Regions from separate parts of the Mus musculus genome. Here regions 1, 2, 3, 4, 5 and 6 are each linked to region 7. The links are chromatin contacts, called in public HiChIP or PLAC-seq and promoter capture Hi-C maps. All regions are on one chromosome and are shown on one strand. The core of a region is the stretch at or near the end of the contact, and the rest is flanking DNA. Distances in the headings are between cores, read along the strand shown.

Region 1 (3,022 bases), core at 167-2,666, 1.1 Mb after region 7:
TTTGCCAGTTCCTTCATAGTAAACAAACCACCGACTGAAACACACATCCTCCCCCCTCCCATCCCTAACCCCGTAAGAAGGTTAATATCAAATCAAGAAAAAAGTACGTCTCCATCATTACAAAGATGAGGTCTGTTTGCTGTCCTTGCACAATAGGTTAAGGAAAAAGGAGTCATTCCACAATGTCTGTATGAGGGATCCAAACTCTGTCCTCTTTAATAAAGTCAGAATAGAATGGGCAAAGGGTTGCAGATGGAATCAAGTGAGGAAATGTATTTACAGAAAACAGGAGGGAGGAAGGAGTGTCCCCAAGCAAAGTCTTCACTTCTTCTTGCTGGCCCTCTTGGCACTCGACTTGGCTTTGGGCTTCACGGTTTTGGCCTTCTTGGGTTTGGAGGCCTTGACTGGTTTGACTTTGACAACCTTGGGCTTTTTGGCTTTCTTGGGCGTGGCAGCCGGCTTCTTCTTGGCCTTCTTGACAGGGGTGGCTTTGGGTTTCTTGCTTGGGGCTTTGGAGGCAGCCTTCTTGGGCTTGGCTGCCTTCTTTGGAGTGGCCACTTTCTTGACTTCCTTCTTGGTCTTCTTGAAAGCCACCGACCTTTTGGGCTCATCGCCCTTGGCCAGCCTGAAGGACCCCGAGGCGCCCACCCCTTTGGTTTGCTTGAGAACACCGGTGGTCACTAGGCGCTTGATGGACAACTTGATCTGGGAGTCGGCGTTCTCACCCACCTTGTAGTGGCTCTTGATATACTTTTGGATGGACTGGCGCGAGGAGCCGGCACGGTTCTTCTCTGCCTGGATAGCAGCCACGATCATGTCTGAATACTTGGGGTGGTCCGTGGACTTCTTGGAAGCCTTGGCCCGTTTGGGCTTCGCCGCCGGGGCGGAGGTGGAGTTCTCGGTCATGGTGGCCGGCCTGCTCCCACTGTTCAAGGAGCCTTCCGATGGGCCAGCCCTCGCCGGAGGCTGTGCAGAACCTGACTCGCGATCTGCTCTCCCGCTCCACTAGCAGGCCAGACGCAAGTGCGGCTGCCGGGGACGCGGGCTACGCGTGGCTCCTGTCCTCCCGGCGCGGGTCGCGAGCTGCTCTGCGCTCCCAGCCCCCACCGTTCGGTCGCTCGCCCGGCGCCTGGCGCTGCCTCCGCCTCCACAGCCTCCCTTTTCCCAGCTCTGCGTCTGGCGCTCGGGCGGCGCATCCGGGTATTTAGCGGCGGCGGGCGGACCGCGGTGAGGACTGGGCTGCTGGCTGCCTGCTCCCGGCCCGGAATGGCGCCGCGCTGCCGCCATCTGTGTTTCTTCCGCCGAGCAAACTCGACCTTTCCCGGCGGCCCGGGCCTTCCCGCTGCCCGCCGTCTCTCGAGGTCTCTGCCCGGCTCCCTAGGCTTCCCTTCTGGGGACCCTGGCGCCCCGGCCGCCGCCCCCCGCGCCCGCCACGAGCCTCAAACGGCGCCGAGGAGCGCTGGGGCGCCGGCACATTTCCCCTTTGCGGGGGGCTGGCTCTGCGGAGCCGGGGAGCCCCGGGGCTTGAGACCCCCCGTCGGAAAGCTCCCCCCTGGGACTACCAGGAGCCCCACTCCCGGATGCCTGCGGGGTCCCCCAACCTGGCGGAGCGGCTCAGAAGCGGCCCCAACTAACACACGCGGCCCTGAGCTGGGCGACTCCCAGCCGGGCCGAGTCGGGACAAGGGGGGAGGGGTCGCCTCCCCAGGGTCCGGTCACCTCTCGGGGGTCACCCGACCACAGCTCCTCTGACACCCCTACCCCCTCTCTGCCTGCGAGGCCCTCAAGGAAACTTTCCCTGAAAGAGTTGGAAGGGCACTTTCAAACTTTGTCCCTTCCCCCTCTTGAGTCGCCTTCTCCCCTCGATGCACCCCCGGACCTCGGCGAGTTGATTGCTCTCTGAGCCCGAGCCCCCCAAAGCTTCCTGGGACCCCTGGAAGATGCGGACAAGCCTCCCGGGCGGCCTGCTCTCCTCAAAGACCCCCCACATCTCCCATGTATCTGAGTATGAGTTCATTTACATGCCTGCCTTGTTAGCTAGGGAGTTTTGGGGATGTAAGAAGCAGGACCACCACCCCCCAGGCCCACCCTAGGGGTGAAGGTCCCCTCTCCCACTGGCCTCTTCAAGGTGGGGTGTGGCTTGATGTGTGTGCAGTCTCTATCATAGGTGCTGTCCAATGGCTCTGATCAGACATCCTGGGGACCCTTAGGATGCGCAGAGGCTCCTTGTGCTTTTAGAGACTTGGAAAAATGGGGCGCAGCGGGAGAAGCCGAGGAGAGAGTTCTCCTTTCCCTGGTCGTGACTTAGGTGTAGGAGGTTTGCAGTCCACCAGGGAGCCGTGGTCCCGACCACCGCCATTTTGCTGGGAAGATGCCATGTCTTTGTTAAAATGTATCCATCTTTCCCGCCCTGCTTGGCAAAAATCCACCAAGTGAGCAAGGGGCGCCACCATCTGTAGTCCGACCTGGGGCTGTTGGGAGTCCTAGGCTCCGAGAGAGTTTAGAGGCTCCGAGATTTGCCGAAGAGACCCCCAGAGAGCCCAGAACCTCTTGTCTGCTGCAGACATCCTACTCACAATGTTAGGACCTCTTGGCAGCGGCTCCGTAGGGTTCTGGTGGTATTGCCTACCTGAGCTGGATCCCCGGACCCTGGTGTTTTTATTCCCTAGCAAAAAGGCACGAAAGTGTTTAATTAAACATTAACCTGGGAGTGGGGAATTGTAGCTGATCAAGATGAACTAACCTCTGCTAAGGCCTGGGGCTGTTTGTCACACCAGAAGGAGCAGCTTAGATGAGGGAGCTTTGAATTTGGGGGAGATGTGGGGAAAGGGTTACTGGGCTTGGGAGTCCCTGAGACCAGGCACACACACACACTATAGGTTAATCCAAATGATTGGAGGGGAAGGCCAGGTGCCTTCATTACTAGCTTATCTGGGTGAAGGGATTGCTGTTTGAGGCCAGGTTAGTTCAAAGGTCGAGGTTTTTAACTCTGGTGCTTTCAGTGACCCTGAAGTTTCCTAATT
Region 2 (2,882 bases), core at 11-2,510, 1.2 Mb before region 7:
GAAATGTAAACTGAATAAAACCCTTTTCTCCCCAACTTGCTTCTTGGTCATGATGTTTTGTGCAGGAATAGAAACCTTAAGACTATCACAGTGGAAGGGTAAAATACTGACTTTGCTTTTAGATTTACCTTTATGTGCATGAGTGCATTTATGTAAGCAGTCCTGGATTCTTTCAGAGGACAGAAAGCTGTGGCGTCTGTCCCGAGGGACATAGAGGGTTGTGTGATAGCAACTGAAGAGCAAGCGTTCTTAGCTGCTGAGCTATATCTATACAGCCCCAAATTGTCAGTTTAAACAAACTATGCTAGAGGTTTAACTACCGGGCCTCAGAGCCTTGATTCTATATCTCGCAGCGGGTGTTGGGATGGCTGAATGGAGAAACGAAGGTTGGAGATATTGACCCACCCCCTTATCTATGGCTATCAGCTTATCCTGGAGGGTTGCTTTTGTTTTGACGCTGTTTCTATAGTTCTGGCTAGCCAACTCCACTTCTCAGCATCCATGGTACTGGGATTACAGGCTACGTTTTAGGGTTTAGGTCTGTTTTGGCTTTTGTTTTGAGACGAGTCTCAGCCCAGGTTAATCTCAAATTCTCTCTGTAGCTGAGGGTGACTCTGTACTAAATTCTTTTAACAAAATTATTTAGTCGTGTGTGTGTGTGTGTGTGTGTGTGTGTATGTCTTAGTGTGCGCGGAAACCCGAGAAGGTCAGACCCCCTGGAACTATACTTGCTTGGGATACTGGGACCTAAACGAGGATCCTCTGCAAAAGCAGTACTTGTTCTTAACTGAGCCAACTCTTCAGTCCCCAGATCCTCTTTCCACTTCCTGAGTACTGTGTTTACTGGTGTTTATGGTTTGCTGGTAGTCATGCTAAGCAAGCACTAACAACTGAGCCTGCCAACATATATTTTGCAAGGAACTGGGGTGCAGGAGTCATTAAGGACTTTTATGTCCTCCCGTTTTATGGGCTTGACTAACCAATTTAGTGTGCAAGCACACTGACAGACTGAGGGGCTAGGAACCTTTGCAGGGGGTGCTCAGAACACAGATCCTTCCATAGCCACTGAGCATTGCTCCGCCCCTTGACCGATCCGGACCAATCGATGTTCAGGGGCGTTCCTGGGCATTTCACACTCGCCTCCCCGGCTGTTCTCCCCAGCGAACCAGGGCAGTCTGTGACCCGGAAGCAGTCGTTCTGGTGGAGGCGGGGGAGACTTCTGAGAGGTGGGGCTTGAGACGGTCCTTTCACGAACCCGCACACTCTGAGGCGCCTGAGTGAAAAGTGTGGCACCATGGCCTCTGTGCTGTCCTACGAAAGTCTGGTACACGCCGTGGCCGGAGCCGTGGTGAGGAGGGGTTTGGGGCTTCGAAGTAAATCTCGGGATGGGTCGGGGAGAAGGGCACGGGGGAGATGTGGGGACCGAATCTGTCACAACTGGAACGAAAAGGACGGGCATAAATGGAAAGTTGCTGCTACAAGAGGGAGGGCGAGGCCAGGAGCCACCCTCTGCCGCAGTCCCCTCTGGACTTTCCCAGAGACTGTCTGGACTATCAGTCACAAAGGTCCAGAGGGAATAGGGAAGAAGATAATTGCTATTTTCTTTGCCTTCTGAAGTTTAAAAGTTTAAGGCCAACCCTTCCCTTACCCAACTCTCACTGCACACAAACTTCGTCCAAATTGGTCCTGCGGAAAAACTAAGTGTGAAGATGGGGTGCTTGCTGTAAGTCTACTGCCAGCCTGGTGTCACACCTTATCCCAGGCAAGTGGCAATAGCTAATGGAACATTCCTAGTCAGCCTTATTGCCAGGAAAAGATAGGGTGTTTGTTTGTTTATTTTTTAAGTCAAGATCGGTGGTGTTATGTACTACCTGTATAGTTACTGTGAGTTAAGTGCTTTGTTCTTCGATTTAGAGGTATCTAAGTTCCTTCCATTTGACACTTCCCTTTTCCCTGAAACTTCACATTCTTGGCACAGGTAACATTCCTCCTCTGGTTCTTTTCCTCAGACTGTTTCCCATGTTCTTCCCTAACTCCCAGCATGTACCTTTAGCCATGTAGAGTCACCGTGGACCATTCCTATCCATTCAGACAGCTTATGTTCCGGTGAAGAGTAATCTGAGTTTTTTAATTCCAATTCTATCATATGTTTACCAGGTAATCTCAAATCTCACGTTTGTAATCTATGAAGAGGGAAGAAAATATTACACTTTTCTTCTAGACCTTGAGAAGTAGGTGAGGGAATATTACATGGTGTCTTATTCAAAAGAGTCGCGTTCCTTTAAATCAACCAGAAGTGCCTTTTGCTCGTTATGAAAGAACTGGGGTGGAAGTTTGTTGTGACATGTTTTCAGTTGGTCATAGGGACCTGTTTGACTGAAGTGGAAATGCAAATGGGGGGCCAAATGATTCATGACTTTGTGTAGGAAAGGGTCAGTGGTTGCACTTACTGATTGACATTTCAAACCCGATCCTCTCTGCTGCCCTGTGGAGAGTAGAATACGGAAGGCACATCTCTCTCAGGCAAGAGATGGCTGTGACCTATTGGTGGAAGGGGTAAGAGAGCATTTGCCTGGAATGGATTTATAAGAACCACCAGGATTTAATGATAGCTTGGGTGTAGCTTAGGGTTGCTTGTGTCTGACAAATTTTTGACTCAAGGAACATGAATGGTCTTCCTCCCAAGTGAACTGACAGTGGTTGTGAAGACTCAAGTTTGGGGGAAAAGTTAAACTTGGTTATAGTTTTGAAGTAGTTAAGGTTGAAGTCCCTGAGAATAGCATGACATTAAATGATTAACTCGCCAAGGAAGTGAACAGGGGACTAAGAAAATAACAGTGACCCAGTGGAAAAGCTGGCTGACCTTAAAAGGTGGGGGAAGG
Region 3 (2,920 bases), core at 340-2,839, 1.1 Mb before region 7:
ATTTCCGGGGGAGAACGGAAGCCATACAGAGTAACTCACTCAGAGATGTAACATGCGTTACCTCCTTCCAGTCACTGTGGCTTCCCATGTCTGTCAGGATGCCCCTGAGGGTTTCTGCTTCTACAGTGTTAACCCTTGCTCTCACACTGGGGACTCTGTTCTCCAGAACCTTCTTTCTTTTTCCTTGTGTCCAGCAGCTCTGTCCTTGCAAAAGCACAGCTATCTTGCAAGAGCCCCTCAAGACTGGGCTTGTTGACTGTAGATGTTCCTGCATTGACGGAAGGACTTAGGGGGGGCTTCTCTGAATCCTTGCTGGATCCCAGTTACCTCCTCCAACATCCCCCCGCTCATTGGGGAGAGGAATCTCTCAAGTCCTCAATTTTGCCCTAGCTGCTTGAGGTCTTGTGACTTGGCTAGAGTTGTGTAGATTATGGAAGTTTAACTGAACTGTGTATGTCATCTACGCAGCTATGGGGACATCATCATCCATGCTGGGGTGCAACTTTTTGGTGGTCTCGCTGCTTTGGGGGCCAGCCATGATTTCTTAGCAAGCCCAATAAACTCACTGGTTTTCCACGTTGGACTCTGGGGCAATCATACTTCAGTTTATCCAGTGGATGGTGGCCTAAAAGGAGGAGATAGACGGTTGTTTATATCTCCCAAGGGAAAGTGTTTCGGAAACACTAAGGCACCAAGTCCGAATTATTTCTCCTTTTCAGCGCTCTCCCCCTTTGTTGGGGGGAAGGGGTGGTGTTCCAGAAAAGGGGCCTCCATAGTGGCTCTTAGCAACTTGACCGGGTGGGCTTTAACTAGTCTCACCGCTTTAGTAGATAAGTCTCTTTAAATGTTGGATTTATGCAGTTATGCTCTCTCTCTCTCTCCCACACATACACCCACACACCCACACACACACAGACATACACACACTTTTAGGCTACACACCAGCAGTTTAGAATTTTAAAGTTGGAAGAGCCGCCCAGATTCATTTAGTGCAGTGAGGCCCCGGATAAAATCTGGGTTCATTCAACTCTTTCCCTCCAGCTGCAAGCGCTTCCGCTGTTGATAAATAATCTCAACAGTCTAGGCAGGTAGGTGTCAGTCCTTTTACCGGAGGAGAACCGACTCAGAGAAAAAAAGCGCTTGGCCACGGAAGGGCAGGGACATGACAGAGTTCAGGGCTCCAGGCCAGAGCGGCATTTATTGTGTCCTTTCGGGAAATGCGAATGTGAAATAATCGACTTGGGAGTCCCGGCGGAGCAAAGACAGGAGGAAGGACCAAGATGAAGACTGCAGGATTTTTGCATTAAACCTCCAGGCTGGGCACCGAACCCTAGGTAGCTAGCTCCGCGGTCACCCTTTGACAGGGTGATCAGATGTGTTACGGTTTCTTTAAGACCCAGACTCCGCCCCCCGGCTCATCGCCGACCTCCTCCCACCTCTTGGCGGCCGCTCCGCCAGTTCCAGACTTCCTTCAGCGATGAAGTCATCTCTCAGTTACCGATTGGCTGCGCTATGATGTCAGTCACAGAAGTCGCGCCGCCGTACTAGCCTCCCTCGTTCCTCTTCCTTCGGCGAACGCCCCCTAAATCGGGCTAGCCCTAACGGCGCTAGGTTTCTGATTGGTCGATACGGCTGTCGCTCCCAGGCGGGTAGGGGGGAGGGTGCGGAGGCGGGACCCGGAGTGGTGGGAGGGCCCGCAGCTTCCGTGGCTGAGTGGAGCCGGCGGCGGTCGTGTCTGCGGTGTCCCCGGCGGCAAGAACGACCGTCCCACCCTCCCCACCCCCTCGTTCCCGCTCGCCACGCTCCCTCGGCTTGCGCGGACCTCTCCCTAACTTGGTGCAGTCTGACTGGTACTAGAGGCTCGGGAGGATACGTGAGCGGCTGGCACCGGAGTGGGGCGAGCCGCGGAGCCCGGGCCAGGAGGCGAACGAGGCGGTGAGTGAGAGTTCGGGCAGGGTCCCCCTCCCCCACCGGCCCCGCCCCGCTCGAGCATCCTTTCTCCCCTCGACCCTTCCGCGTGTGCCCTGGACCGGCCGGCCGCTGTAGGCTCCGAGCCCGGGATTGCCTCCCGCAGTCCTCCACTCCAGTCCCGCCCTTTCCCAAGGGGCTGGGGTCTCAAAGCCCTGGTCACTCGACAGGACAGTCGAGTGCGACCGTGCACCTGTGCACCGCCTTGCAGGGCTGTGCTGGCTAGGGAGCAGCTAGGTTCCCGCCCTGGCTGCTCCCCGAGTGTGTGTAATCTGCTTGGGACCGACCGGTCGAGCGCTTTCTCCCGGCCCTTGTGCAAACCTGGAGGATCCAGGTGCAATCCGCAGGCTTCTCGTGGCAAGGAGGTTCACCTGGACCTGACGACCATATAGCAGCATGGGTGCCTCCAGGTCTGCAGGGCTCCGCAGATTTGAAACTTGACCGCCAAAGAAGTGTCCGTCTCGCGTGTGTGTGTGTGTGTGTGTGTGTGTGTGTGTGTGTGTGTGTGTATGTGTGTGTGACTGTTTGTCTATGTACCTTTGATGACTTCCGCCCTCCTCGCTCCATAAGAAAACACTAATACTATAGAGTGGTTAGTGCTGGAGCTTTCCCTGTTAGATTATCAAACCTACGTTTAGATTGCTTATCTGGAAAATGGAACTAACAATACCTATTACATTGGAATGCAGACAGTAAATGAAAGAATTCGTAATAAAACGCTTGGAATGGTGTTCAACACATACAAGGAAGGGATCCAAGAAAAGACGAGTATCCTGATGTTGAGAACTGCTGGATAGGTGTGTGAGTACAGTATAGCTTGTCTTTGTCAGGATTTCTCTTTGTTAGATGACAGAACCAAAGGACAGACTGGTGGTCAGTTTACTGCTTGCCCGAATACTTTGGCATAAAGTGTGTGAAGACTAAGAATGTGAACTTCATTACTTAAATATGA
Region 4 (2,883 bases), core at 169-2,668, 1.0 Mb after region 7:
GAGGGATCCACATTCCAGCCGGAAGCTTCAGATTGGCAGTTGTCAGCTGCACTAGAGACCTCCCCTGCCTGGCTCCTAATTTCTGCTCCATCTTTGTTCCCCACTGTAACCAGCAGAGCCGCGGGACCATACACCTAGACAGATTCCTATCGAGGTGGTTTGGGGAAGTAGTGTACCCGCAGTCACCTGACAGCCATTTAGCTAGGAACCCTGTGCCAGAAACGGGGTTAGTGCCCTACAGAGTATCTGCCCAAAGTGCCTTACAAAAGCTTTCTCCTCCATCCCTCTAGGTTCTTTGCGCCTTAAATGTAAATGGCAAACTAGCTGAAGAGAGAATTAAAACTAATGACCTACATTCCCACGGAAGTCCCACAAAATATGGGACTTGCTGTGCCGGATGATAGCCGCTTATCTATAGAAAGGAATGGGGTTTGTCTTCTAGGGGAGGGAAGGATGGGGAAGTGAGTAAAGCCGAAGCCCGGCAGCTTCTCCCAGGTAGGAAGTGATCTGGGGCCGCATTCTTTCTGAAGACCCTTTCCGGTAGGTGCCCTTACAAAGATGTAAATTTCTATTAGAAAGAAGTCAGCCTCCCAGAGCACCCGGGGACCAGCTCGAACTTAAAGGAAGCCTAACTGGGGGAGTGGCATATTCTCATCTCCTACAGTCAAGTTTGGGGTTACTATGCTCTGACGCCAATGGAGGAAGCGAGGCTCAGTATTTCTGCTGGAGCCTAGAGTAACGACGTCCCGAAGGACGGGTCAGAGTTCCCTCTTAGAGGTCAGAGCCTGACACCAGTGGCCCGAGGTGGGGGAGGGGGTGCACGGTCTTGGGGTCTCGGGTGGCCCTGCTCCGCGTTCAGAAGCGGCGGGTGTGAGGTCCCGGACCTCTCAGGGCGGCGCGTGCCACCGCGTCATTGAGGGGAGCGGCGGTCCCCAGCCCCGCGTGCTCGCTCGCGCACCCCGGGCACTCACAGCAGGTCGGGCCGGTGCCGGTGCAGGATGGCGCAGAAAGCCAGGCCGTCCCGGAAGGAGCTGCTCAGGTCGCGGATGTCCACGCCGCGGTAGCCCTCGCACTGGCGGCGACACCAGGCCAGGAGAGCGCCCCGCGGCCCCGCCATGGCAGGCCCGGCTCGGAGACGGCCCGGACTGGGGCTCGGACTTGGGCTCCGGTTCGTGTGGCTCCGACTCGGGGTCAGGTGGCACTGGGCTGCCGCTTGCGCTCCGGCAGGGCCAGTTTCCGGCTGTGTCTGCGGCGCGGCTCGGAGGTCGGGGCGCCACCGGCGGCCGGGGCGGGGCCTCGGTGTCTTCGCTCCGCTCTGGCGCGGCTAGGGCTGCGGACTCGGCTCCCGACCCCGCCCGGCCAGCCTGCCCCGACCTGCCCGCGAAGCCTCCGCCCCGCGTGGCCCGGCCCGGGCGGCCGCCGCTTACTCACCGCGGCCCGCTGTCCTCATTGTGGGCCGGCCGCGGGCGCCCACCGCCTCCGTCCCCGCCCCTGCCCGCCCGCGTCGCGGGGGAGCGCGAGGAGGATGGGGCCCCACCCTGCGGCCCCGCCCCCGCCGTCGAGCCCCTTCCCCGGAAGGGCGGACGCCCCACATAGCCCCTCTCCTCCAGATCGAGTCAACCCTTCCCTTGGGGAGCCCCTCCTGGAAGAAGGGACAACTCCTCGCTGGCTAGCCCCTCCCCAACGCCACCCCGCAGTCTCCCCAGGCCCTCCTACCCCAAGAGGTGGGACACTCTGGCTTTGCTGCTAGCCTGCCTCAAGCTCACCCTTAGGAACCTTCAGATTCTCCTCACTGACTTCTCTGAACCACACCCACGACTGGTCTGAAAGTCGAGGCACTTTCCCCACAGATCCCAGACCTCCAGATGGCCACCAGCTTTCTTCCATACCCCACCGCGCTACAACACTTCGAACGCCCGCCCCTCCCCCCACGGCCTGCCTAGGGGATCCAAACACCTTTACTACCACCAGGCCAGAGAGCTATGTAGTATGACAGGCTGGGGACCCCACAACCAAGTTGGTCCTTTCTGGTTCCCTCTCTCCGTGTAAACTAGGGGATCATAGATCCTTCCGGGGCTCTGTCTCTTCAACTTTTAGAATGGCTGGGCTCTTGCTGAAAGGACCTAGAAACCGACACAGAGGAAAACCTCTGCTTCCAACGCCTGGTTTGATAGTTTCTTCAAGACCCCACCAGGAGACCCCTCCCCCAGAGGCGCCTCCTAAATAAACCCAGGCTGATGAATCAGCCCCGCAGAGATGGTGACATCACTCTGACCTATGTGTAGCTTGTAGGAATGAGTCTGCTGCTCCCTTCTGAGGGAATGAACAGGGTTTTAGTCATCTGAAACAGGATTTTGGAGTTCTGTTAACCCAGGCTCAAATCCTGGTTCCCTCCCTCCCCAGCAACGTGATCTTGTGTCACCTTGAATTATAGTTTCATATCTTGAAAATGAAGATAGAGCCTTGTAGTTTATGCCCGAGAGGTGCTTGCCAGCCTGGGCTACAAGAGACTTGTTTCAAAACTTAAAAACTGGGCAGAAGCTGGGCATTGGTGGTGCATGCCTGTAAGCCCAGCACTCGGAGGCAGAGGCAGGTGGATTTCTGAGTTCGAGGCCAACCTGGTCTACAGAGTGAGTTCCAGGACAGCCAGGGCTACACAGAGAAACCCTGTCTTGAAACCGCCCCCCCCCCAAAAAAAAAAACTGGGCAGAATGGCTCAAGTGTTCATACATGGCTTGAAGGAATCCTGAGGTTACAATATAAAACTGTCTCAAAAATAAATTGGAGCCTGATATGGTGGCTACCTTTATCCCAACAATCAAGAGTCAGGTGGGTCTCTGGATGTTGAAGGTAAGCTGGATATAGAGTGAGTTCCAGGACAAC
Region 5 (2,952 bases), core at 414-2,913, 1.2 Mb after region 7:
CTCAACCACACCTCTTCCCGAAGTTTCTTCTGCTCTTGCTTAAGCCGCTGCTTTATCTCTTCAATGGCTGCCTTCTTGCGCTCTACCTTCCGCTTGTGGAAGCCTGTCAGGTACTCCCTGCAAGAAGGAAGAAGGGGAGAAGCCAGGGGAGTCAGGAGGAGCCAGGAGGAAAGCAGGGCTCTACAGAGCTCCATAAGTTGCCTGACTCTCTCCTACCCACCAACCCATTTTACCCTCTCACAGCCAACCCTTAATTTATAGATGGGGACTCTGAGGAAGAGACTAGGATACTCATCCAAGGTCACAGACAATGCAGTCACAAGTCATTCAATGACAAAGGTACCTTCGAGAAATGAGTTGTGAGTCCTTGCTGGACCATCAGAGTGTACTTACATAATAATCCTGGGTGGTATAACCTACCACACACCTATGCTGGAAGCTATAGTCTCAGTACGCGCTCCATCACTAACCAAACGTCACCTAGCTCACCTGGCCTTCCTGCCCCTTGCTAAGTACACAAAAGGCCAGGTGGTCAATACACAGAGCTGGTGGTCACTGTTCCCACACTGGCAAACTTTATTTCATAGGAGTCACTTCTAGTAAGGCTTTCTAATAATGCCTTCACCCAGACCCCAAAACTCTTTCACTGAACCAACCAACAACCAGTCCTCAAGGCCACCTGACTCCTGAACCCACCTGGGTCCTGTGTGGCGGGTCCTAGGAGTGCCCCCACCTTCCTGACTCGTGCTTCCTTCTTCCTGTCTAATCTCTGCTGTTCCTGAGTTTGCTGTATTGGAAGTTAATTACGCTTAGTACCTTATTCGAGCTAGGCAAATGGTCTAATAAATTAATTCGTTTATATTGTCTTGGAGACAGGGACAAATTGTCCAAATGCCCATACCGTTCTTGAACTTTCCCGCACAGGGTTTTACTTTGCAATCCTCCTGCCTCAGCATCCGGGATGGCTAGGATTATAGGTCTGCACTACCAGGCTTTGCAATTACGGTTTCCGTTGGTACACTACACCAGGGGTTTTAACTGTATTTTGCTACTGTTATGGATCGTAATGTAAATATTATCTCTTTTCCGATGGGTTTAAGGGGGTCGCGACCCACAGGTTGAGAGCCATCAGACCACAAGGTGCTATTTACGGTGACACTAAAAAGCAGTTCAGCCTCTGGTCTCAGGCTTGGCTGGCACGCAGTCTGGTGCGTGAATCAATGAACTAAACCTCTCTCATCCCATCGGCTCGTCCTTCGTCAACAACGACTGGGAGCCAGCTATGGGCTGTGACAATAGACGGCGCGGCACTCCGGTGGTCCAAGGCGCAGCGCTGAGAGCCGTAAACAGCGAGGGAGGAGCGGGCGACTCCATCCCCCGAGGTGGGGAAAGAGGAAGGCGAGCTCCAGCTACATCCAGGGGCGGGGCCGGAAGAACCCTCCGCGTGGGCGTGCGCGCCCTGTGCCTGGCGCGCTTCCCCCGGCAGCCCGACGGGAGTCTCTTTCCACCCTGCCACTCACCGCCGCTTCTCTTCATCAAAGTTGAGAACGAGCCGGGGCCGCCGGTCGTCTCCATCTCTTTTCTTCTTCTTCTTGTTGCGGCCCATTGCAGTGAAGCTTCCGGCAGCGTGGCCGCTTCTGACTTTAAAACACTTCCGGGTGTAGCAGTTTCAGATTTCCGGTAGGGCGCTCTTCGTGGCCTTGTTCCACAGTTCCGCAGATTTGGCTCCACCTTTTAAAGGAGCCTCCCGTCCTGCCTCAGCTTTGGTTCAGGTCTTCTGAACAATCCTCCCAGAATGGCTTCGGTGAGAACTAGGCTCCCCGATTCCATCATCTGACCTGCCTCGAACAAGCGCTCAATCTGGAGTTATTTATAAACCGCTAAGAATTACTGAACTTAATTGAATTCAGATGTCAACTCTTTCATGATTTCCTTGAGCGAGGGAAACTGCCTAGATGCAAACACTGGTATTCCTTTACAAAGTATGTGACTCAAAAGCAATTGCCCCCCTTTAAAAAAAAAAGATTAAATCATAAATTATGGGCTAGGGGAGGTGGCATACATCTTTATCCCAGTACCTGAGAGGCAGAGGCAGGTGGATCAAAGTCAGCCTAAGCTACACAGTGAGTTCCAGGACAACCAGAGCAGAGCTAGACAATAAAGAGACCCTGTCTATAAATAAATAAGTAAGATTAAAAAAATACTGTGCCTAAGTGAGTTTAGGTCTACTGTATGAGGACCTACAAGGCCAGAAGACGGTATGAAATCCCCTGCAACTAGAGTTACAGATGGGGGCTGGTGAGATGGCTCAGCAGGTAAGAGCACCCGACTGCTTCCGAAGGTCCTGAGTTCAAATCCCAGCAACCACATGGTGGCTTACAACCATCCCTAATGAGATCTGACTCCCTCTTCTGGTGTGTCTGAAGACAGCTACAGTGACTTACATATAATAAATAAATAAATCTTAGAGTTACAGATGGTGTGTGAGTCATGTGGGTACTGAGAATCAAACCTTGGTCCTCTATAAGACAAGTAGGCACTGTTAACCATTGGAGTCATCTCTCCAGCCCCCAAATTGCCTTTTTCTTTGTGTCTCACTTTCCTATTTATAAAATAGAGATCATTGTAGTGACTTTGTAAGGCTGTAAAGAGGTGGCCCTGGAACTCTGGCATGCACTTAAAGGCTTGCTGAAATCCAAATTGAGGGTTCAGGGTTCAACACACTTGGCAGGGCCCCAGAATGTCCATTTCTAGAACATTCTCTGGTGACCCTGAATATTGCTCCTGCGTGCAGCAAACTGAGAGCCGTGACTGTGGTGGGACAAGTGTGTCGGGTCAGAAGTGCATAACACAATATTCTCCCAGACTCAGTTGGTGCAGAGGGAAATCTCTGAGTTCGAGGCCAGCCTGGTCTACAGAGTAAGTTCCACGACAGCCAGGGCTACACAGAGA
Region 6 (2,887 bases), core at 15-2,514, 1.3 Mb after region 7:
CTATAAACTAAGCCTTGGAGAGCTGGAGTGTTTCACAGCCAGCGACATCTGATTCTGAAGTGCAGATCTGTGAGCCTCAGTGTTCCCAAATGAAGTAGGATAAACAACTGTAGAGACCTGTCTGTGGTACAAACCCACTGGAAGGACGGGCAGCACAGGTTCCCTCCCAGCAGAGGAACTACGTCAGGTTTCTTCCTCTTGACAGTATCTAATTGTGTATATGGACCCCAACTACCACAAAATTCATAGGCATAAAGGGCGAAGGACAGAAACCCCCAGTGTCCCGAACCCTTGGGTTCCCTCCTGCACGTTTGGTCTGTGTCCCAGCAGAACCAAGCTCTTTTGTGCATGGTGCCAGGGATGGAAGCCACAGGGCATGCATCCTGAGGATACAGCACACCACTGAACCACCCAGCCCTCGCAGAATAGTTGACTTTTGGCATCTTCTTCCGCCCGTTTTTAAGCACTTCAGTTATACTTATTTGTGTGTGCACATGTGCCATGGTCCATGTGTGGAGGTCAGAGGGGACACCTTGCAAGAGTTGGTTCTTTCCTTCCATCATGTGAGCTCCGGGAAGCAAACCCCGGTGGTTAGGCTTGGCAGCAGGCACCTTTATCCGTCGAGCCATCTCACTGGCCCTAGATGTGAATCTACCACTTTTGAAGCAAAATGTGTGCAGCCAGATATAGTGTTTCCTGCCTGTAATCCCAGCACTTGGGGCAGAAGTGTGAGAATAGAGAGTCCAAGGCTAACCTGGGCTAAATGGTCAGACTCTGTTTCACAAGAAGAAAAAAAAAGAAACAAATTATATGTATAATCAGAAAAAGCATGGATGAGAGAAGGGAGAAAAAAGTCTTTGAATGACTCACAGACACACTGAAAATTAGAAGCTTGGACATCTTTTAACAGAGCCAGCCTGTCTTTTTGTGGTTGTAGGAGCTGGGCTCAGCAAAGAGGTTGGATGGCCTGCCAAGATCGGGGTGTTTGTGGTTTGTGTGGGGGTGGCACTAGGGCATCCTCCCTTGGGCTTTGTGGAGTACTGACCACGGAGGCTGGTAGGAATTGCCAGAAGCGGGGCCAGAGGGATGCTCACGATCGAGTCAGAGTGAGTGAGGAGCCATCTTCCTGTTTGTTGAGTGAGTGCCTGCATATACAGACCGGGTGATATTAGGAGATAAAGGTCCAAAGTCCTTATTTATGGCCTCGGGGTGGTTAATGTGTAATACTCTGGGATTATAAGCCTGACCAAGAGGGGATACCTTGAGCACAAACCTCTAGGAGCAACTGGGAGAGCTGTGGCCAGGAGCTGTCACCATGTCGGTGAGGATGCTGGCCCTCTGCACCCACTTCCTTCTGCTCATGTGTCTTTGCTAGAGTGTGTGGGTTGGGGGGTTCTGGGGTCCATTGTTTGTTTATTTATTTGTTTGTTTGTTTGTTTTTTCAAGACAAGGTTTCTCTGTGTAGCCCTGGCTGTCCTGGAACTCATTTTTTAGACCAGGCTGGCCTTGAACTCAGAAATCCACCTGCCTCTGCCTCCCAAGTGCCACCACCACCCGGCTTCTGGGGTCCATTATTGCCACCCTTCTCTTTGTGTCAGTTTCTCCCGGAGAACCAAAAAGAAAGCTGGGTTGCCAAGCTGGTGACACATGCCTTTAATCCCAGCACTAGGGAGACAGAGGCAGGAGGATCTCTGAGTTCAAGACCAGCCTGGTCTATAGAGAGTGAGCTCCAGGATAGCCAGAGCTATGTAGAGAGACCCTGTCTCTAAAACTAAAAGAAGAAAACTGGTGGATAATCTCTCAAACCCTTAGCATTGAAGCTGTCTGTCTCTCTGTCACCACCAAGTTCAGGGCCAGAACTTTCCTTTCCCTCTTTGAGGACAGCAACAGTCGTATTAATTATTACTGCCGACCTCTACTGAGTCTCATAAAGATGAGAGTTGTAGGGCAGGGGCTGGGGGAAGGGCCCAGACCAACGATATAGCATGTGCGGTGATTTAGCCAGTGCAAGGCCCTGGGTTGGAACTCCAGCACCAGAAAATATCACGCTTCCAGAGGAACTGCATGGAACAAGCTGAGTGGGTAAAGTGCTTGTCCACCATGCATATAGCCCAGGGTTTGATCTCCAGCACTGCATAAACTGGATGTGACGGCGCAACTGGCAAGCCCAGGATTCAAAGGCCAGAGGCAGGGGGATTTCTGAGTTTGAGGCCAGCCTGGTGTATATAATGAGTTCCAGCTACATACTGAGATCCTGTTGAGAGAGAGAGAGAGAGAGAGAGAGAGAGAGAGAGAGAGAGAGAGAGAGAGAATGGAAGAAAAGGAAGGAAGGAAGGAAGGAAGGAAGGAAAGAGAGAGAGAGAGAGAAAGAAAGAAAAAAGAGAGAAAGAGAAAAGGAAGAAGGGAGGGAGAGAAGTATGGAGGGAGGGAAACTGAGGCTCAAGATGAAACCATAGGTGGCTAATATCTACATATTGCAAGAGTATTGGCACACTCTCGAGAGCCTGTGTTCCGATCTGGCTCCTGTGAAGTTTCTGGTGTGACTTTGGACAAGTTGATGTCCCTCTCTCGGGCAGCTGGTTCTCCCTGATGTGTATGAGATGGGACCACATGACACTCTCTGGGGACTAGATGATAGGTTTATTCCCTAGGACTGTTGGAACAAACCACTTCAAAATAGGGGGCTCCCCACCATAGCGATTTTTCTCATGGTCCGGGCCAAGTCTGGGCAGGGCCTGGCACTCCCTGAAGGCTCTAGGGAGGCAGCTTATTTATCCACTCCAATTTCCTGTGGGTGCCTGGCACCCATAGGTACCTTCTCTGGAAGCTTTGTAACTACAGGTCTTGCCCCCTCTGCATATAGCCTTCCTTTTGGGGAGGTGTTTCT
Region 7 (2,896 bases), core at 260-2,759:
CTGGGACACCGGGATTCCTCTCAGTAGGTATGTCCTTTCATCCTGAGGATGGAAGGGGCCTTACACAGTTATCTTTTCCTGTTCCTTCCCTAGCATCAAGACACTACGGGTTAAAGCCGGCCCTCCCTCCCCCTTTTTAAAGTCCGCCAGCATACACAGAGAACACATTCTCTGTGTGCTGGGAAAAGCCTACACTCTGCCCTAACTGGTGTTCTTTGGGTCCCATCACAAGGAAGAGACAGAAGATACTTGACCCAGTCGACCTTTCTCTTGTTAGCAAGCCAACTCAGTCGGCATCAGTCACTATTTTTTTCCCAGCCCCTCTTTCTCTCAAGGTCACAATCATATCAGTGTTCCCCAGACGCTTTCTACAATGGGGACATTTATACAAGGGCCTTGCCCTCTGGGACCTTACAAAACAGAGAGCCAGACCTCTTTACTCCCAGGGTTTTACAAAAGGCCCGAGCAGGCACACAATAGTGAAGGGAAAGCCATCTCTCTCTTCCCCCACGTCTCCCTCTGGCTTCAGATCCTCTAGGCCAGGCAAGCTACTTCCCCCCACCCTTGAAAAGCCAAGACCTAGTTCCTGACCAATTTCCTCATTCTGTGACAGACACTGACCAAGCACCTAGCATGCAAGGGTGGTAGGGTGGTGAAGTCAACATGCTAAGAGGCGCTGGTCTTCAAGGAAGCAGACATCCAGAGGCAACTCCTACAGAGTGCCACGGTAAGGAAGGCCAAGGGATCCCCGCCCTGTCCTGGCAGATCCAAACAGTACTCTGAGCTAACATACATACATGTGTAACTGCACATATGTGAGAAAGATGCAGGGACGGGTAGACTACATCAAACCGTGGAGGTCCAGATGACCAGGTCGGGGTGCCTGGAGCCAACCTTCAACGGGACCCGGTGAACTGGGAGGCAGAAGTAAAACCCTACGCCCTCACTTGAGGAGCCTAAACCTTAGGGGTGTTTCTGGAACCAGACTATTTTAATCCTGCCTCTGCCTCTGCCGCTCACCAGCTGCCTGACCTCGGTTTCCTCGTCTGTAAAAACTTTTAGTCGCTAACTATTCTCCGGTGCTGCTGGCGAAGCTTATAAACGCGAGGCGGTCCACACAATGCCAGAGATACAGCACGCCTTACACAAGCGGGGGGCTATTTATTATTAGTCGTGTCCACGCTCCGGATGGCCCGCTCGGCGGCGCCACGTCCCCTTCCGGCTCGAGGACGCTCCCACTCCGCAGGACCCCGGCGCCCTTGACCCCCTAGAGGCCCCAGCCTGCGACGCGCACGCGCAGAACAGGCGCGGCGCCAGCCGGCTGTGGGTCTCGCGCGCTGCAAGCCCCCAAAGGCCTCTGGGGCGAGAGGGCCATGCTCTGCCATCTAAAGACAACAGTTCCTGCACCCGAGGACACACCCGAGCTCCCAACCCTCCCAGCCCGGAGAGCGGGTCGGTTTCCTCACACTCTGGAGCAGGCTCCTCCTCTGCGCCGCCATCTTGGAGGACCCCGCGGCGCGCCAGGCTCTCGGAGTGGCGGGATGAGGGGCTAGAGCGGCTCGGGCTGCCGCGGAGCTTATCCACAGCGCCCCCGGCGGAGCGGAGGAGGCGCAGCAGAGGCGCCTTGAGCAAGCGCGGCTCTTGCCCCCACCCCACCCCCAACCCCATCAGCCTACTTTCTTCGACTTTCTTGTTTCCTGGGGTCTTTATGGGTGTGCTTTCTCCCGGATTTTTTTTTCACCCCGATGGAGATCCTGAGATCCTATTTAAAGCGGCTTAGCGAGGAGGGAGCAAGAGAGAACGAATGATTCAGTTTACAAGAGTAGTGGGTGACTGACTGCCTGATCTTATAATGGAGGCCACCCCAATGCCAAACTAGCTGAAGTTAGATTTGGAGAAGACTGCAATTCCGAGTAGTTGTAAATTCTCAGAAGTTAAATTTATGGACGGTAACATGGGAGTGTAGTGTTAGCTGGCAATGTAATTGCAGGCCACTTGGCGTGACTGGCCAGTGCCCAAAGGAAGAGTCTGTTTGTTCTAGAAGCACGGTGCGGAAGCTCGATTTGGAGAGTCACAACTGTAATCCCAGAGTTTAGGAGACTGAGGCAGGGGGATTATAAATTTGAGTCCTGTAATCCCATCCCTTAAGAAGAGACAGGAGGAGCCGAGCGTGGTGACACACGCCTTTAATCCCAGCACTTGGGAGGCAGAGGCAGGCGGATTTCTGGTCTACAGAGTGAGTTCCAGGACAGCCAGGGCTATACAGAGAAACCCTGTCTTGAAAAAAAAAAACAAAAACAACAACAAGAAGAGACAGGAGGACCAGAAGTTTGATACCAGCATGGACTACTATATGACACCCTGTTTCATTAAATGAATAAATAATCCAGTATCAATTTTTTTAAAAGATTTGTGTATTTATGTATGAGTACACTATAACTGTCTTCACACACCAGATCCCATAGGTCCCATTAGAAACGGTTGTGAGGCACCATGTGGCTGTTGGGATTTGAACTCGGGACTTCTGGAAGAGCAGTCAGTGCTCTTAGCCGATGAGCCATCTCTCCAGCCCCCCAGTATCAAGCATTTTATTAAAGCAACAGGAAATGGCCTAAGACAGTGCTGATGGGCCAGTGTGGTGGCACATGCCTTTAATCCCAGCACTTAGGAGTCAGAGGCAGGCGAATTTCTGAGTTCGGGGCTAGCCTGGTCTACAGAGTGAATTCCAGGACAGCCAGGGCAACACAGAGAAACCCTGTCTCGAGAAAACAACAACAATAAAAAGACAGTGCTGATGGGAAGAAGTGTGTCAAAGATCCCTGCAGATTTTTTTTTGCAGGCTCAGGTAGGTTTATGGAGCAAGAGAAAGGTGTGAGTTCCACGTTAGCATGCTGAG

Evidence for each region. Promoter capture Hi-C pulls out the DNA fragments that hold promoters and counts their contacts. HiChIP or PLAC-seq counts read pairs in DNA pulled down with a chosen protein or histone mark.
Region 1: a promoter capture Hi-C map of pre-B cells shows a contact between it and region 7, with 3 times the contacts expected there. The contact joins the promoter of H1f0 here to the promoter of Tab1 in region 7. A contact is called at or near these places in 2 of 39 promoter capture datasets (liver and pre-B cells).
Region 2: a contact with region 7 is called in a promoter capture Hi-C map of pre-B cells, with 3 times the contacts expected there. The contact joins the promoter of Slc25a17 here to the promoter of Tab1 in region 7. A contact is called at or near these places in 3 of 39 promoter capture datasets (hippocampal neurons, liver and pre-B cells).
Region 3: a contact with region 7 is called in an H3K27ac HiChIP or PLAC-seq map of microglia, with 8 times the contacts expected there. The contact joins the promoter of 4930483J18Rik here to the promoter of Tab1 in region 7. A contact is called at or near these places in 3 of 39 promoter capture datasets (3T3-L1-derived adipocytes, hippocampal neurons and pre-B cells), 1 of 115 datasets of contacts at active chromatin or transcription factors (microglia) and 1 of 9 other capture datasets (liver).
Region 4: a contact with region 7 is called in a promoter capture Hi-C map of liver, with 4 times the contacts expected there. The contact joins the promoter of Micall1 here to the promoter of Tab1 in region 7. A contact is called at or near these places in 2 of 39 promoter capture datasets (both in liver) and 1 of 484 Hi-C or Micro-C datasets (B cells).
Region 5: a promoter capture Hi-C map of liver shows a contact between it and region 7, with 6 times the contacts expected there. The contact joins the promoter of Nol12 here to the promoter of Tab1 in region 7. A contact is called at or near these places in 1 of 39 promoter capture datasets (liver) and 1 of 115 datasets of contacts at active chromatin or transcription factors (pancreatic cancer cells).
Region 6: a contact with region 7 is called in a promoter capture Hi-C map of liver, with 2.3 times the contacts expected there. The contact joins the promoter of Lgals2 here to the promoter of Tab1 in region 7. A contact is called at or near these places in 2 of 39 promoter capture datasets (both in liver).

What each region holds. Positions count from the first base shown.
Region 1 is chr15:79,026,606-79,029,627 of GRCm38.p6, reverse strand. It overlaps H1f0 (H1.0 linker histone), which reads right to left and starts at 1,416. Exons shown (of 1, transcript NM_008197.3): 1 at 1-1,416. The coding sequence starts at 906. The coding sequence ends at 322.
Region 2 is chr15:81,359,143-81,362,024 of GRCm38.p6, reverse strand. It overlaps Slc25a17 (solute carrier family 25 (mitochondrial carrier, peroxisomal membrane protein), member 17), which reads left to right and starts at 1,260. Exons shown (of 9, transcript NM_011399.3): 1 at 1,260-1,348. The coding sequence starts at 1,295.
Region 3 is chr15:81,189,522-81,192,441 of GRCm38.p6, reverse strand. It overlaps 4930483J18Rik (RIKEN cDNA 4930483J18 gene), which reads right to left and starts at 1,589. Exons shown (of 2, transcript NR_015603.1): 1 at 1,437-1,589; 2 at 1-625. It overlaps Mrtfa (myocardin related transcription factor A), which reads left to right and starts at 1,706. Exons shown (of 14, transcript NM_001082536.2): 1 at 1,706-1,935.
Region 4 is chr15:79,107,518-79,110,400 of GRCm38.p6, reverse strand. It overlaps Micall1 (microtubule associated monooxygenase, calponin and LIM domain containing -like 1), which reads right to left and starts at 1,418. Exons shown (of 16, transcript NM_177461.1): 1 at 972-1,418. The coding sequence starts at 1,117.
Region 5 is chr15:78,933,644-78,936,595 of GRCm38.p6, reverse strand. It overlaps Nol12 (nucleolar protein 12), which reads right to left and starts at 1,663. Exons shown (of 6, transcript NM_133800.3): 1 at 1,521-1,663; 2 at 12-117. The coding sequence starts at 1,606.
Region 6 is chr15:78,853,906-78,856,792 of GRCm38.p6, reverse strand. It overlaps Lgals2 (lectin, galactose-binding, soluble 2), which reads left to right and starts at 1,264. Exons shown (of 4, transcript NM_025622.3): 1 at 1,264-1,321. The coding sequence starts at 1,316.
Region 7 is chr15:80,131,759-80,134,654 of GRCm38.p6, reverse strand. Tab1 (TGF-beta activated kinase 1/MAP3K7 binding protein 1) reads right to left here and starts at 1,509. Exons shown (of 11, transcript NM_025609.3): 1 at 1,467-1,509. The coding sequence starts at 1,499. It overlaps Gm31253 (a long non-coding RNA gene), which reads left to right. Exons shown (of 3, transcript XR_384256.4): 1 at 1-27.